Regions from separate parts of the Drosophila melanogaster genome. Here regions 1 and 3 are each linked to region 2. Evidence: chromatin contacts called from public Hi-C data. All regions are on one chromosome and are shown on one strand. The core of a region is the stretch at or near the end of the contact, and the rest is flanking DNA. Distances in the headings are between cores, read along the strand shown.

Region 1 (3,431 bases), core at 520-3,019, 620 kb before region 2:
ACAGGTGTGATGCGATCAGCAATGAAATGAGTAAAACGTTGAGAACTGTAAATAGGATAGAAGTGAAATAACTAAAAACTTATACGTGGGACCCAACTTGGTCAAGGAACTATTTATTTGGTGGCATATTAGTTTCAAATAAAAATGGATCAAGTAACAGGAAAATTAACAAGAAAATGGACCAGCGAAATGTGCTGTTTTTCAAATATTAAATTAAAATTAAATTTTAAATATATATTATATTATATTAAATTATTAAAGCTCGTTCTTGAATTGATGGAACCAATTGGATAAGATTAAATAGTTTTCCTTGAAAACAGGTATGTCATTTTGGGTTGCACCACCAAGTAGTACTCCAGTAGTACTCAAGTAGTACTCCCTCTTCTTGTGATTGAAGTTTAAATTTATTGCTTATTTAAGCAAACAATCTTGGTTAAACAACGACTAATCCTAACCTTTTCCGTAACCCGACTCAAATTAAACTACAGGTCATACAAATCTTTTTGAATATCTGTTTTCTTTTTTGGGCAATCATCTCATGCAAAACTAATGCGTCAGTCGGGACAGGAAGGAGATAAAAATAAAAGTGCAAATTGCATTTAAATTGTCCGGCTGCTGCAGTTTCGGTGAGAGCCATTAAATCGTTTTATTGCTCGGCAGAGTTCGGTCCTCGACAGCCACAAAAGGTACACTCACTCACAGGTAAACAATGATACAGGTAAGGAATCCGACCGCTAATTGCATTCGAATGCCCACGAATTTGTTGTAAAGAGGTATACGACGACCACGGCACGTGTGCGGCTAATTAACTTCTGGCCGAGTGTCAAGCATCGCAAAGATGTCGCGACTTTTCAAGGTTTATGCGCCAAAAGAATGTATATATATCTAACATTACTTGGAAATCCTTTCTATATAAACGATATATCTTGGATATATGTACTATGTACGTATCATTTGCTTGGCTTATTTTTAGGCAATTCAGTTGAATAGACTTTCATCTTGACCTGAATTTTTGCGATGTTTCTATTTTTTGTTTGTTTCTTTGGCTACTTTCTCTTGTTTATTTTGGTTTAATAATAAGAACTCATTGAATTTGTTAGTGCCTCTCATCCTTGTGACCATTTTTTGCACTATAATTTAATTGAAAAAAATTTCAGAGTATTTATTTTACTATTGGCGACATACAGATTTTGGGTTAAGGACAAAAACACGCCAAAAACCAATTACTCAAAAAAAAGGAACTATATAGCTGAAATTATCTGGGTTGGAACATAAAACCATTTGTTTTCTGGTAAAAATGTCATTGTTCTTATACAAGTTTTTTAAGCAATTTTTAACTTGAGTTCTGATTTGGTCGAGTTTGAAATTAACTCTGAGTCATGCGGAATATTGAAGACCCTGAATATTCTACTTTATTATGCCTTCCTAGAATACAATTAACCCTATCAAATATTTGGTCACAAATCAAAAGTTCTTTTTCCACCTATGCCAAAAGGGTCTCAAAACTTGGTAAACAAATACGCTGAACAAAGAGGAACCATCAAAAAATAAAAAGAAAAGAGAACTACAAACAAAACAAAATGAAGAGCCCCACAAAAACAACCATTAAGGAAAAATTAAAACTCGAAAGCGAACAAAAAAAAATGCCCACAAATAATCATGAATTATTCAAGGCCAATCGAGGCAGTCACAATAACACTATTTGATAAAAGTCTGTGTGTATCGTTCGATTTGTGTGTTTACTATTTAGTGTTCTGCACCCAAATAAATGGGGCCTTAAAGCTTTCGGCACAATAGTTCAGTTCGCCATTTTTTTCTATTCGCACTCCACTGTATGTATACCCTTCAAAAAAGGGGTTAGTCATTTTGAGGATTCACTCTGTTCATTTTCAAGAAAACCAGCTAGTGTTAAAAGTGGTATCTTTCGATAGGGTATTCAAACATTCTCTCATTAGATTGACGCTTTATTTCTAGCACGCTCTTTTTGGATGATATATTTTGGGGATGTAGAACTTAATTATTTTGTTTTGCTATATATTTTCTATGTCTATTTTCGGCACAACGCCAGATCGTCAGATCGCACATTTTACCTCTTTACCCCTAACAAGAACTATTCAAAGATGTCAACATAATTTGCATTCCTTCAGTTATTGTGCGGAATATTTTCGATCATTTTCCGTTTCCGTTTTAATTGAATGGTATTCAATTTGTGTGTGTGTGGAATAATTTCATACGTGTACATATGCATATTTAAGCAAATTTAATATATGCAAAAAAATATATGGGTTACTAATTGACTTACGCAGACCACAGAATAACAAAATTTGTTGATTTAATATTAGAAATTATTGTTTTGCTTACCTGCAAAGAGAAGAAGCAGAATAGAGAGTGTCAAAAATATGTAAACAGAATTATTGTCGAATTTATTCTAAGGCAAATAAATAAAACAGTCAGCGGGAAAATAAATTTCTAGGAATATTTATGCAGGCGAATATAGTAAATAACAAGTGGAATATTTTGTTGTTTCGAAAATTGGTAGTCGTCACTAATCAACAAGAGTAAGCTGGCAATATATGTATCTATACTCTGTTTCGTAATAACTACTTTTAATTAATTGATATATTGGGTTTTTTGTTTTCGAATATAAAACTAAATTCGAACAATTTTTTTTGAACATTTGCTTTGAGATTTCCTCCGGAATTTCTCTTGAGAAATTTTCCGTGGCAGACAAACGTTTCTTAATATGTTTTTAGTTGAGTTATAATGCGGAAGCTAAAGTCGCCACAGTTTTATGTGGGGGTCTAAGCAGACTCACACACATATGTACATACATAGTTATAAAAGCACAAACACACCATTCTGTGATATATTTATTGGCGTTTTGTTTTCGCAGCAACGTAGAGCAAAGGCGGGGCCATAACAAAATAGAAATGCCTGCTTGGGGGATAGGCGGCATAAACTTTCTGTGGGGCCAACGGATTGCCAGCTCGTTTCGTCGTGTTGCCTCAAATGACATATTGGTGTCAATTAAAATGCAAAAGGCCCAAAAATAAAGCGAAAGACAAAGCCAGGGAATCAAAACCAACGCACACATTAATCATCCATTGCAAAATCTTATTTAAAAATTTTTTTTTTTTTTTTAGCGATTTGAGTGCGAGTGAGATCGCCATGTCTCGGGCCAAACGCGTTTCGCGTTGGCGTTCGATCATGGCCAAATTTAAATCACATATGTATGTATGTTCGTATGTACATATGTACATATGGGTGTACATACAAGTCCGTCCGAATACATCAGGTGAGGTAGGTGTGTCTCGGCCAATTGCCAACGCGCACGCCACGCACACGCAGCGCATTTGTGATTTTCTTAACTCGGCTGAGATCTGCGATCGCAGATCTGAGATCAGCTGGCTCCAGCTAAGATCATTTGCAAA
Region 2 (3,788 bases), core at 15-2,514:
TGTATGCACTAAAAGGCATCTGGCACAGCCCCCGATAACCCGATGGAAACCCCTAGAAATCCACCATGTAGTAGTATACCAAGACCAGAGTGTTTAAAATTCTATCTACGGACCGCACAAGTGTCCGTGTTTGCATTGCCGCGCTCGTTTGTCGTCTATTTGCTTAGACATTGCGCTCGCATCGTTTGGAATCGCATCGCTTGGCCCGGCGCACATGGCGTATGCGTAACCTTGAGCTTTGTATTCCGATGATATTGCACAGGCAAGTTGCTAGCAGACCGACATCGATGATGATGATGTTTCTGCTGCTGCTGCAGAATCGGGCAGCTAACGACACGCATATGACTGCAATATGCTTGAAAAATATAACAATTATGGCTAGTTAAGAATTCCGTTCCTCTCGACATTTCCCTCCATCTCTTTTTATGGCCATGCAGTGCAATTAGTTACTTGAGTGCTGAGTACATAGTGGACTCGTAATCGATTCGAATGATTATGGACGTCTAGTTCTTCGAGGTCTCGGCGGACAGTCGATTTGCAGTAGAGTTGAAGAGATAGGCTGCAAGCAACTTAAGTTTTAAATTATACATGAATAACATATTTCTAAATAGATGAATTTTTTTTACAAATCAATAGTTAGAAAAAGCTATAATCTCTTGTTTATTTGGTTTGGTTTATTTGGATTCCTTATGGATTATCCTTGTCGTTGTGGTTTTCCTTGCGCTTTACACATTGGGATCACATACTCATTGAGCTTGCCCAAGCCAACTCTCCCCGATCGAATTGCCAGTGCCATCGCTGCGGATGCGTAATCGAATCATCGATATTGCGCATACGCAATGTAATCCACTTCCAGCTTCAACCTTGCTACTTCCACGCTAACGATCTTCCGGCTGGCATAAGTACAAAGGAAATTGGCGATAGCGAAAACAACTTCGGCAGCATCAATAACAAATAACTACAACCGGTCAGCTGCATTAATGCCAAGAATTTCTAATAGGAAATGCCGAACGAACAGAAAAATACTGAAATTGCTCCAGCAACTCGACAAAAGCAGCCAGCCATTAAAAAAAAGGCGCGACATTGCGGGGTTGGGGAGCTTAAAAAAAAGTTTTGCTTACGTGACCACAGCAGCAGCAGAAGATTTACACGTCTGACCTTGGGGGCGAAAATCTTGCTGCAATCTTCAATAATAAAATTAAATATAATTGCCGGAGGGAGACGATAGAATAGAGAGCTGCTTCCAGCACCAACACCAAATGCAACAACTACAATGGCAAATGCAAAAGCAAACTGCCAATCAAATTGTCAGTCAAGTGGAAAAGAGCAAAAACTGCAACACGAGCGGGCCAGCGAAGAAATTTCCACAAGGCGAAACTTCTCGCTCTTCCCCATCACAGAACTGAATACAACCGAATAGAATAGAACTGAACTGAACAGTATAGAATACAACCGAGAGATCGGGCAGAAAACTAACACCCCGGCCATATATTCCATATAGTATAGATGGGATGTGTGCGAAACTTGGCAAAAACAAATAGTGCAAAGACCTTGAAACGCTGCTGGGATTGGAGGCATCCGAAACAACAACAAAATGCAAAATCACCCTGGAATAACCGGCAACAACTAAGCTAAAAAAAAAAAAAAAATACGACAACAACAACAACAAGCTAAACAACAAAAATTACAAAATGCAACACGCAAACTTAGAACCGAAACGAGCGAAACAAATCGACAGGCGGATGGAACGGCAACAATGGCATCAGCCGCAGCGCGGTTAAAAATAAAGAAATAAATAAACAAAAAATACTTGCAACTACATATTTCTAAAGAAACCACTGAGAACTTTGCCTCAGCATCGACGACGAATTGGAATGACCCTTTTAACCATTGATAATCAAAAGTTTTGATAAGAAAACAGTGAAGAATTTCAGAAAAAAATATTAAATTGTATTGTAGCATTACAGCATTTATCACGACTTAAAACACGGTTTATGTTCACTTAAGCAAAGTAAAATCATAAAAAATATTTGCGTTCATAGCATTTACTTAATTAAAAAATGCATAAATCTAGCTTTTATCGTTTGTGTTTGAACAAACACAAAAAAAAAACTATTTTCTCGTTTATAAACTTGGCCGGCAAACATGACCAACACCTGCCTTTCCATCCAATGGCTAATCAAACATTAAAGCCAATTGAATATTAATCGCACTATTAGAAGCTCGTGCTTGTTAATTATTTGTTAGGGTATTTCAAGTTGACCTCAAAAGCTATCCCAAAGTTGCATTCTGCAGCGGCGGCTGCTAAGCAATTTGTAAAATGAGCGGATTGCAGATTGTGAATTCGCAGGGTGGCAGCCAGGGGATGGAAGCTGGTAAAGCAAAAGGCTTGTGGTTATGGGTTTGTACTTGGCACCAGCTCATTTCATTATCATCTTCATTAGGAGAGTGCGAGGGGTTGGGGTTCGGTGGTTGGGGGGTTGGAGGTTGCAGATGCAGCGAGGGCTGCGAGATAAGCTGAGGCGGATTCGGATTCTCCATTGCATTTCAGATTCAGAAAAGCTCCGCGCTTTTTCCATAGTCGCTGCTTTGCCGACTGCCCGTACAGTGGCCACTCGCTAAGGGATATTCGGCTACATTGTCATATTTTTCTGCCAGTTAAGTTTTCCACCCTTTTTGGTTTTTTAAACATTTAGTTTTAAATTTAAATAATAATTACATTCAAGTTTGGAAGTATTTTCGAATTTTCAAGCGAAATTTTAAATTTTCAGATACAAAATTCTGTAAAAATGAAGAATTGTTTTTGAATTCTAAGGAATCTAATAAATAAACTTAAAAAGTGCTTGCATGCTTAGCGAAATTAGAAAAACCTGCCACAGCATGTGTGCTGCTTATTAGCCACCACTGTGTTTCTGTTTTAGTTTAGCAATAACTTTTTGCTGCTGTTGTTGTGCGGAAATTTCGCAGTGCTTTTTTATATTTTATTTTTTGTTGCTCAGCAACGCCCATTTGACCGCAGTGCAAGAGTGCGAAAGAGATGGACGACGAGCGGGACGTGGAGGGCGCGATGCTGGACGGCAACTAAATCATGTGACTTTTTCCTCCGCCTTAACAGAAACGCTTTTTGTCGTCCCCTAAATGGACTTCTAAAGTGGATTTTTTTTTATGCGAGAATTTCGGTTATTAAGCAAAGTTCAGAACAATGCAGTTTTGTTGATTTGTTGCTGCCGCCGCGATGAGTTAAAGTCGCATTTTTATGGGAAAGGGGAATTTTTGAGACCGGCTTTCTTGGGTTAAGGGTTGGTGGGAACAAGGGTTGCGGCTCTGGTATTGTGGTTCGTCAAATGGAAATTGAGCTGGGAATTACCTTAACCTGAGAGGAACTGATCTATTGAAAGATTCAACTTATTAGCCATGAATTCTGGGAATTAAGCTAAAACGAGCTCTACTCTAAATGGGCTGATTATTCCAAGTTGTCAATAATGACAGGAATCTGTAGGGATTTGCATTGTTAACGAAGTGCTTTATTTATTGTTGCAAGAATTCTCATTACTTATAGTTAATTTTGTGTGGATGGTGATTTTCCGGAATAAATTTAAATTATAAATACCCATCATCAGTTGAATGTATTGTAATTACAATTTCGGGTATTTATTTAGAAAGTAGAGCTGTTAAAGCTTAAAGTCCTCTCTTGGCTAAATTAATCAAATATAAGTCCTTTATATTTGCTACTCTTTACGACTACAATGCACCGAATTATTTCAATTAAATTATTCAAAATGTTCTTA
Region 3 (3,729 bases), core at 312-2,811, 540 kb before region 2:
ATTCGAGTTACCGTTAACCAAACAGAACACACAATTTTTTATATGAATTTCTACTAAAAATCACATATGAAAAAAAAATTACCCCATAATATCGGATGGCAAATAAGCAGAAAATTGCAAAATGGCACAAAAACAAAACTAACACTTGACTAAACAATCAAGGCGAAGCAGAACAGAAAATAAACAACAATGCCGGGCCAGCTGACATTATAAACAAAGGTAAATGGCACATAAAATACAGTAGAAAACGAAGGAATATTGGAGTTAATCAAATGCTTGGCCAGCTGTTTTGGAGAAATGGGAATGGAAAGAGGAAATGGGAAAAATCTAAGGTACAAAGTGCAAGCTGCAACAACAACTGAGCGAAAGTGAAGAAGCAGACCAAAAGGATGGGCACACACGCTGACACACACACACACACACACACCAACAATTACGCGACTGTTTTGCACTTTTGTTTCATTGAATTTCTCTGATTTTTCCTTCGTTTTGAAACATGTTTCGATTTGCTTTGCTTTTTTATTGGTTACTTTCTGATCGATTTGTTGCACTAAGAGGCAAAGGCCTCTCTTTTACATTTTTACCACACTTACGCGTATGTCAAACAATTTAAAATTACTTGTTTCTTGGCGTAAAACAATAAACTTAAAACAAGCGAACGGCCACGAATTTAATTTGGATGGGATATTAGTTTTTCGTTGCGTTTTGCTAATCGGACAAAAGGAAGGTAAATGACAGTTTTGACACTTGGCTGTGCACAAGCAAAAAGCGGAGAGCACTGCGAGAGAGTCGATTCGGAGAGCGAAAAAATGAGTGAGAGAGAGATGGAGAGAGAGAGAGAGGAATTAAATAAACGAAAAAGCGTGCATGAAAAATTGGCGAAAAAAGTTTTGTGCAAAAAAAAAAAGCGAAACGCCGAACTGCGGAAAGCAAACAATCGAATTCAACATTTTTTGTGCAAATTTTAACGCCAGGGAATTTTTTTCTTTTTAGTTTTCCTGGCAAAGGCGGCTCACACCCACACATACACAAACTCTCTCTCTATGTCTCTCTTTCGCTGCCACTCTCTTCAAATCTGCAGAGAGTCGGCAATCCACAATTTTTCGTTCTTTCGATTTTGCACATCTCTCCGCTTGTCACTTTACTTTTCGCAGCTCTTTGGCTTTTTGCAAATAAATTAATTTTTCAGCGCACATATAAATTTTCCATCAGTGCCATTTGTGCTCCGTTTTCTTATTCAATTTACACGCACACACAGCCGCAGCAGCAGCGCACACACATCTCTACATCTGCATGCCAGCTCGCTCACACACACAGCGACGCACACGTCACACTCATACACTCACACGCACGCACATACACAGTTTTTTCTTCGATTTTGCGCTAGCTCTCGCAGCCTTTTTTCGCTTTTCCTCGTCGTTTTCAAGGGCGCCGCGAGTTAAGCGATTTTGCAATACGTTCGCGGCGCGTTCGATTTGCGTTCTTTTACTTTTTATCCGTCTGCAGACAGCGAAAAAGACCAACAACTTGCCTTGCGTTTTTGTCCCAACTCAAAATGCCAATAAAAATATAATATCAAATAATAATACCAAATACTGAATACGGGATTTTTGGCACATATAGCGGTCACACTATACTGTTCAAAACTGATATTTTAGCATTTTTTGGTTTGGTTCTGTGCTAAATACAACTATCGATTGTTAAGTTCTACACGCAGGCGATTGTCGTGCGATATACGATATCGTTTACATATCGTTTAGAAATCCCTAGCGCAACATTGGCGCTCGTTTTTCCATTATTCGAAAATGAATTTAACATAAAATTAACATATACTTTAGAACTAAGTTATACTAAGGCGAGTGGCACAACTCTACTTTTATTTGATTGTTTTAGGAATCATTTTTGTATATAATGGGCTTATATAATGTCGATAATAAGTTCTGGTCAAAAATCGGACTATTATAAATTTTAATTATATTTATATTTAATATCATATCATCTATAATTATCATATAATATAGTTAAATTTTTTATTAGCAAAATAACTGCAGTAGTTACTCTTTTTGTGTCGAAATCACTGAAAAAATCGTTAAACAGATCCCGCGTCGAAGTACCGAACCAACAATTTTACATTTACATATATTTTACATTGGTTCGCTTCTTTGCTTTGATTTAGAAGCGAATTTCAACGAATCTAAGCGAATTCAAACGACTAAAATTCGATTGGTAAATCTTTATAAAAATATATGTAACAAATAATTTGAATCATTAAGAAAATTAATACCTTAACAATGCTTAAATTTGTATACTTTACTTGTTTTTATAAACAAAATAGATACATAGAACTGGCGCTCAGTTTTCTATTTTTTCTATTAAATTTTTCTATTGATGTTTATTAAAGCTTAAAAATAAACATAAATTATTGCCAGTAATTATGTAACTGCTTTTGAGCATTTCCTGTTCTAGCGCTAAGACTTCTCAAGAAAGTTTTGTGGAGTAACAGGTATCTGATAGTCGCACTGCTGCTTGTTACCTTCTTGCATTTATTTAACTCTTTGGTTCTTCTTTTAATTAAGTACCTTGCTGATACTCTGCTTGCTAACTTTAATCAGTTAAGACTTTAAATATATTCAACTCTTACCAACTTTCTTAAGCTGGCTAACGGGTATCTAATAGTCACACCATTCGACTAAGACATTCCTTTTTTCTTTTTTTTTTCGTCCTGATGGAGTTCAGTGAAGCGTTCTGATTTTCTTGTCAAAGCGGAAAGAAATCACGCTAATGATCGACGCACCCTCCACCAATTGAAACTCCACTAAGGAGTTCTATATATGTACATATGCATGTATATACAATTATATATATATTTATATAGTATATCGCAACTGACCACTTCGTTCGCAACGGAACGTGTTCGGGATTAGAATTAATTCCACTGACCAGCCCCGCCCCGCCCCGCCCACTTTCACACAGCGACTGCAGGCGACACCCTCGCATTTGGCCAACGTCTCATTTAAATTGCAGCAGGCAGGAAAAACATTTGGCAAACATTTTTCGCCCCCCAAAAACTGCCCCTTTTTTCGCTTGTGGCATTCAAAGGTTTGACGATTTGCCGTACATGTTTGGTGCGTAATTAGTGCAGACCGATGCGTTGCACCCTTGTGAAATGCCAAAAGTCCTGCGATCCACTCAATCGTGCTCACTGGCATTTTTTCCTTTTCTTTAACAATTTCCATTTGATTGCATTCGTGGGGAAGAAAATGCTGGCTCCGGCATTCATTGGGGTGACCAACGTTGGCGGGCTTAACTGTCATTTCCATGAGATGCCCATTTGGTCAAGCACACACTGAGCGAAAAAGGTTAAAAAATTACATATGTATATTTTTTTGAAATTGTTTTAATTTTTCTGTATTGAAAAATAGATAATATATAATAACTCATGTTATTTCAGATTATGATAAAACGAAAATAAGTTCTAGATTCTTTTTTGTGACTGTGAATTTTTCAATTACACAGTTTACATAGTTACATAGTATATTGCTTTGCCTGTGAAGTTTTCATTTCTACGATTTGTGATTCGGAGTATAAATATTTTTTTCTTCTGTGTAGGTGGAAATACACAACTCCGTTGGCAGCATACACATCCCCAACGCATATGCAAAACTTTTGCGTTTCATTTGAATTTCCCTCTCTGCGTATGCCACATCGTATCCTCGCATCCTCGCACTT

The links. Hi-C and Micro-C count contacts between places; a contact is called where the count stands out from the background.
Region 1: a contact with region 2 is called in a Hi-C map of the Kc167 cell line, with 4 times the contacts expected there. A contact is called at or near these places in 2 of 107 Hi-C or Micro-C datasets (the Kc167 cell line and the S2 cell line) and 1 of 7 datasets of targeted methods (the S2 cell line).
Region 3: a contact with region 2 is called in a Hi-C map of the Kc167 cell line, with 4 times the contacts expected there. A contact is called at or near these places in 1 of 107 Hi-C or Micro-C datasets (the Kc167 cell line) and 1 of 7 datasets of targeted methods (the Kc167 cell line).

The regions. Positions count from the first base shown.
Region 1 is chr2L:12,466,057-12,469,487 of dm6, forward strand. All of the region lies in intron 6 of bun (bunched), which reads right to left. Among named protein-coding and RNA genes, the nearest start is that of mir-967, 7.7 kb to the left of the region's middle.
Region 2 is chr2L:13,088,539-13,092,326 of dm6, forward strand. lncRNA:CR44197 (long non-coding RNA:CR44197) reads left to right here and starts at 1,265. Exons shown (of 1, transcript NR_073767.1): 1 at 1,265-2,021.
Region 3 is chr2L:12,545,050-12,548,778 of dm6, forward strand. bun (bunched) reads right to left here and starts at 1,562. Exons shown (of 7, transcript NM_001042894.2): 1 at 594-1,562.